Regions from separate parts of the Hordeum vulgare genome. Here region 2 is linked to region 1. The links are chromatin contacts, called in public Hi-C maps. All regions are on one chromosome and are shown on one strand. Each heading gives the region's core, a stretch centred on a gene start, on an enhancer-like site or on the middle of the called end of the contact. The rest is flanking DNA. Distances are from core to core; before and after follow the strand shown. Region 1 has its middle 38 kb from the start of LOC123445432. Region 2 holds the start of LOC123445433 (probable glycerol-3-phosphate dehydrogenase [NAD(+)] 1, cytosolic).

The links. A called contact is a pair of places that touch in the nucleus more often than the background predicts.
Region 2: a contact with region 1 is called in a Hi-C map of leaf, with 6 times the contacts expected there. The contact joins the promoter of LOC123445433 here to the enhancer-like site in region 1. A contact is called at or near these places in 2 of 6 Hi-C or Micro-C datasets (leaf and seedling).

The regions. Positions count from the first base shown.
Region 1 is chr3H:592,375,848-592,378,547 of MorexV3_pseudomolecules_assembly, forward strand. No RefSeq gene overlaps it. Among protein-coding and RNA genes, the nearest start is that of LOC123445432, 38 kb to the left of the region's middle. Within about 2 kb of position 1,279, at least 3 of the 3 cell types and tissues checked have open chromatin away from gene starts, as enhancers often do. A contact at or near this core is called in leaf and seedling, where this site is marked.
Region 2 is chr3H:592,429,089-592,431,788 of MorexV3_pseudomolecules_assembly, forward strand. LOC123445433 (probable glycerol-3-phosphate dehydrogenase [NAD(+)] 1, cytosolic) reads left to right here and starts at 1,253. Exons shown (of 6, transcript XM_045122422.1): 1 at 1,253-1,576; 2 at 1,701-2,521. The coding sequence starts at 1,885.

The DNA.
Region 1 (2,700 bases), core at 29-2,528:
TTACTGCAATGCTCAAGAAGTAAGTTCAGTCAATATACCGAGACCATATCGGCATGCAACTTTCGTTAATTTCCTGATATCAAGTAATCATTTTGTTTGCCTGGTAGGATTTGGACGAAGTTCGCCAATTAGGTTCCCGGTCTAAACAAAGAGTTGCGATTTACGCACCCCAAAGTAAGTAGTACTATCTAGTTCCGTGCATCTCTAATTGATTCAAATTTTCATCAATATATCATTACCATGCTTGCTTATCAGTTTGATTGAACTCTACTCTCATAAAGTGTATGTATCAGAAAGAAGGCACTATTTTATGTGAATACTACGTATGCGAGTTCATTCACGACTCGACCTTTGAGCGGGTCTTCTCTGAGAAACAATTGCAAGTACGTAAATAATATTCACAATTGTATTGAGTTTTATTCATATATATGCATGTATTGACCCCCCCCCCTTTATTTAAACTAGATCTCACAGATACGGGATGAACTCCTACCACATGATCGCATACGAGCAATTCAAGAGGAATTGGCGGGATTCTTTCTTGACCACGTCATACCTAAAGACGAAGAATGCCATGTGGATTTGTCATTGGGTCTTAATTAGATGATGTTTTGGATTAATTATAAAAGATGTTATATTGTATATATGTAATAGCGTCGGATAGATATACGAAAACTTGTTCGACCAGGCACGGAGAAAGAGAGGACACGCCTCTCTATTAGCTAGCTAACACAATATGAAACCACTAAATGAACCCTCCAAAACCCCCCAACCCCCCCCCCCCTCCATTCAAAAACAAAACAAAAAACCCAGCTTCGGCCAGATGCTGATGCGTGGATGCCATTTGGGACTAAAGTTCCTCCTGTCTGGGCTCCCCGCAGCGGCCACATGAAGCTCCTTTAGACCCGATTCATAAGCTAACCGGGACTAAAGGTTTGGGCGTTTAGTCCCGACCCTTTACTCCCGGTTCAAGAACCGGGCTAATGGACCTCTGAAACCGAAACAAATGAGCTTTTTTCTACTAGTGTACCAGCAGGCACAAACATACAACACCAAGAATAAAACAGCCACGAATTATTTGGACGGAGATCGGTTCCAAAGACCGAGTCTACACGACGCCAAGCAGCTCTCGTAACTGGGCAATAGAAGAAAAGATCCTCAGAAGTTTCCCTTTCGTTGCACACAACCTGAGCATATTTCCCTGTTCGGGCCGGGCTTGAAGAAGCCCAGACACCTAGACTACAAAGCCCGACTCTGATTCGAAGTCCAGAATGTCCCTTTTCTCAAGCCTTAGTTGGACTGAATACAAGCCCAAAAGCCCGGCCCAAACAGTGTTTAGATCGTGCACGTGTAAGACTGCCTTGAAGCCCAACGGCCCAACCAAAAGTGCTGAAAAAGTGAAGCCCAAACTGAATGCACTTTTCGACTGCAAAACAACGCCTTAGCCCCCCAAACGGCAATCCTGACCCAGCACGGGCAGGTATTTTTGGACCAGGCTCAGACCGGGTCGTCGGGACGGGCCGCCCATGATGAGGTTTCACTTGCACTTGCCTAGAAAGTGTTAAAATCACTTGTGTGCTCAATGCGTCATTTGAGAATTTCCCAGAACTGTTTTTCAATTTGAAATTTATTATTGTCATGAACGATGTATGCAAGTTTATTTATGTCTGTTTTTCCTTATTTTTCTATATTGCAACGAGTCACACTAAGCCATTAACACTGTAGGCTGATACAATTAATACCACACCAGCCTTTACTTCTTATATGAATAGTCTTGTCTTCTTATATATACCGCTTCGTCTTTGATACAAACAGATCCATCATCTCATGCATTCTTCTTTGACAAGTTGGCAACGCTTCAATTTGGACAGAAAAACTCCACCGTCCCACTCCTTTTAACATGGTAGTAGTACTGTCTTATCTCGCAAAAAAATAGTACTCACTTATTTCAACAAATAGGTGGTAGTCACCTCAACAGATCAAAGAGAGGAATACAGAAGGTGTTAGGACACACGGGAATAGGAGGCATCATGAATAACAGAGGAACTAGACATTAGAGTGTTGCGTGTGGATGATGAACTAGTTGACCATCTCGAGAGGATGATGCTGGTGCTTTCCTTGTTATGACTTGCCATTTATTTGTATCTGTTTGGCTGGTTCTTTGGGTAGTTGCAAGCTTCCCAAAGGTAGCTAGACTACAGGATTACCAAACTAGTGCCATGAAATGTCAAGGCACATTGCCTTTCTCTAATATTACCTTTTTCTGGAATCAGTTTGAATTTGATCCGTCTCAGTCCGTTTTTATCAGTATCTTTTTTAAGTCCCACATTCAGATCTTATCACTATCTTTTCATGAAATTCTAGGTTCTGATAATCTAGTTTGTCGTAGAATTACCTTCTTTCCTAGAGGGAAGAAGCACCGCTTGTGCCACTATACCATGGAATAGAGCCTTAGCCAGTCTCAATGGGTCGGAGTCCATAGCAAGACACCATTGAACCCACACCAAGAGATGTTCTGGCCCAGTTTTGCAACTCTGTTCTTCTGAAAAAAGTAAAAAAGAAATATCTACGTCACCAACCTCCACTTGTGCATACAATGTTTTCTTTACTTACATCGCGCCAACCCTTCCTTATATGAAGAACATTATCTTCTTATATATACCATTTCATCGGCAATGGGATAAATATATCCCCTACAAA
Region 2 (2,700 bases), core at 3-2,502, 53 kb after region 1:
TTCATCATCCTGTCAACGATCCTCTCCACGGAAGCCCAATTCCTTCATCATCCTGTCAACGTCGCTGATCTTAGCTGATCCCGATGCGTCTCCTAAAGCCATGAGATTCCTAACCCGACGAGGATCGACGGGGTTTTGAGGTGGAACCCTAAGTCCATCGCTACCCCGGCATCCTAGCCCGGTCCCCACGTGGTCCTAAGGCCCCCGGTGGAGCGCATGGCGTAGAAACTACGGTGGTTCGGCGACAGGGAAGATTAAAACCTCATTGGCGGCGCGATCGCATCCGGAGGGAGAAAAACCCTAAGGTGAGGGAAAAGTAGCCAATCTAAATGTGAAATAGTTAGGCCCTGTTTGTTTCATAAGTCATAGGACTTTTTAAGTCCCAACTTATAAGTCATAAGTCCCTACCTGTTTGTTTACAGGGACTTATAAGTCCCGAGTCCCTACCTGTTTGTCCCGAGTCCCTACCTGTTTGTTTACAGGGACTTATAAATCCCGAGTCCCTACCTGTTTGTTTACAGGGACTTATAAGTCCATGTTGCCTGTTGACGTGAGGAGAACTGGGAGAAAAAGGCATCTGCTCCTCCTCATCATCAGCCATGGTGCGGTGACCTGGGACGCGGGGATCGTCATCAGCCATGGCGCAGTGACCTGGGACGCGGGCCGAGGCGGGGACTGCAACGACGCGCAACGGGCCGAGGCGGGGGCGACTGGAAGGAGCGACGCGGGGGCGGTGATTGGGGCGGCTGGAACGGAGTGAGGCGGTGGCGGCTGGAACGGAGCGAGGCACATATTGTAGCGACGCGGAACAAACCGAGGCAGGGCGACTGGAAGGAGCGACGCGGGGGCGGCGATTGGGGCGGCTGGAACGGAGCAATGCAGGGCGGGGAAAGGAGCGAGGCGGCGGCGGTTGGATCGACGAGGGGCGTTGGCGACTGGAGCGACGCGGGGCGGCGACGATTGGACCGAAGCGGGCGACGAGGGGAAAGAGCCAGGCGGAGCGAGGCGGGCTAGATGCGGGCCGCGATAAGTCCCAATAAGTTCCTCTCTGAGAGTCTTTTTTGATAAGTCTCAAATAACTACTATAAGTCCTAATAAGTTCCTTCGGTTTAGGTGGGACTTATAGGGACTTTTTTAAGTCCCAAAAACAATAAGTCTATGGAAACAAACACCCATCTAAATCTGAAAAAAAAATCATGAGACCGGGCCGTCCGTGTGAAGCGGGTTTGGGGCGGCCCGCTGTACGTCTAAGTCGTCGTCTCCCCCGGGCAGGGAAGACCAGACGGACGGAGCACGGGCAGCTCGGGAAGCAGCAGCGGCGACACCGTTGCCTCCCGCCTCCCCCACTCATTAATGGCGGCCACTGCATGGTTGGCCGCGGTACCCATCTCCTCCATCAATGCCGCCACCCACCTCCCCCATCTTCGTACTAAACGCCAGCCAACCCAAGCCAAGCTTCCGTCCATCCGCCCCACCCCACGCCACCTCCACCTCATCAGTTATCCATCCATCCCGCCACCTCACCGCGGCGCCGGCTGCCCCGGCCAGCTCCGCCCCCGGGATACTCGAGCTGGAGGTGGGTGGAGACATAAACGCAGCCGCCCGGCCGGCCTGCTCAACCCGCTTACTTATTCTTGCGCCGGGGTGCAGTGCAGCGCCCGGCTTGCGTTTGATTACTGTTCCACGTTCTGTGCGTGTAGGTGGTGGTGGATGACCAGCTCCTGCAACTTTCTCGGGGGATTGCAGTGTTAGGTTCGAGGTTGGTGGGCGATCCCGCGTCCTTGGGCGTGCGCTTAAGGTGTTCGATTCATTGCCCAGGAGACTAGGAGAGCACACGCACCTTTCAGCCATTTCCGATCTGCTGGGTTGGGTTACAAGGGCGAGATGGTTGGGAGCGTGCACGTGAATGGATCGGCGAACGGCGCCAACGGCACCGAGGAGCGGCTGGACGAGCTGCGCCGGCTGCTCGGCAAGTCCGACGGTGACTTGCTCAAGATCGTCAGCATCGGCGCCGGCGCCTGGGGCAGCGTCTTTGCCGCTCTGCTGCAGGACGCCTACGGCCACTTCAGGGAGAAGGTGCAGATACGGGTGTGGCGCCGGCCGGGGCGGGCGGTGGACCGGTCCACCGCAGAGCATCTGTTCGACGTGATCAACTCCAGGGAGGACGTACTGAGGCGCCTCATCCGCCGGTGCGCCTACCTCAAGTACGTCGAGGCGCGCCTGGGTGACCGGACCTTGTATGCCGATGAGATTTTGAGGGATGGCTTCTGCTTGAACATGGTCGACACACCCCTCTGCCCGTTGAAGGTGGTCACCAACCTGCAGGAAGCTGTCTGGGATGCTGACATTGTGGTGAATGGGCTGCCGTCCACTGAAACAAGGGAGGTGTTTGATGAGCTCAGCAAGTATTGGAAGGAGCGGATCAGCGTTCCGGTGATCATTTCCCTTGCAAAGGGGATAGAAGCCTCCTTGGACCCAATTCCTCGTATCATCACGCCTACGCAAATGATCAGTTCCGCAGGTAAGCATGTATCTTGCTCTGTGTTTGCCAGTCACATATATTCTCTTCTATATCAAAGCATGCAATCATTTGGTATCCTTGAGGGAGAGAAATTGATTTGGTAAGAGGGTAATGTGTTTGCATTAGTTATTTTATTCTGCAGTCATTGTAACTCACTGTTTGATGAGATGGAAAATATA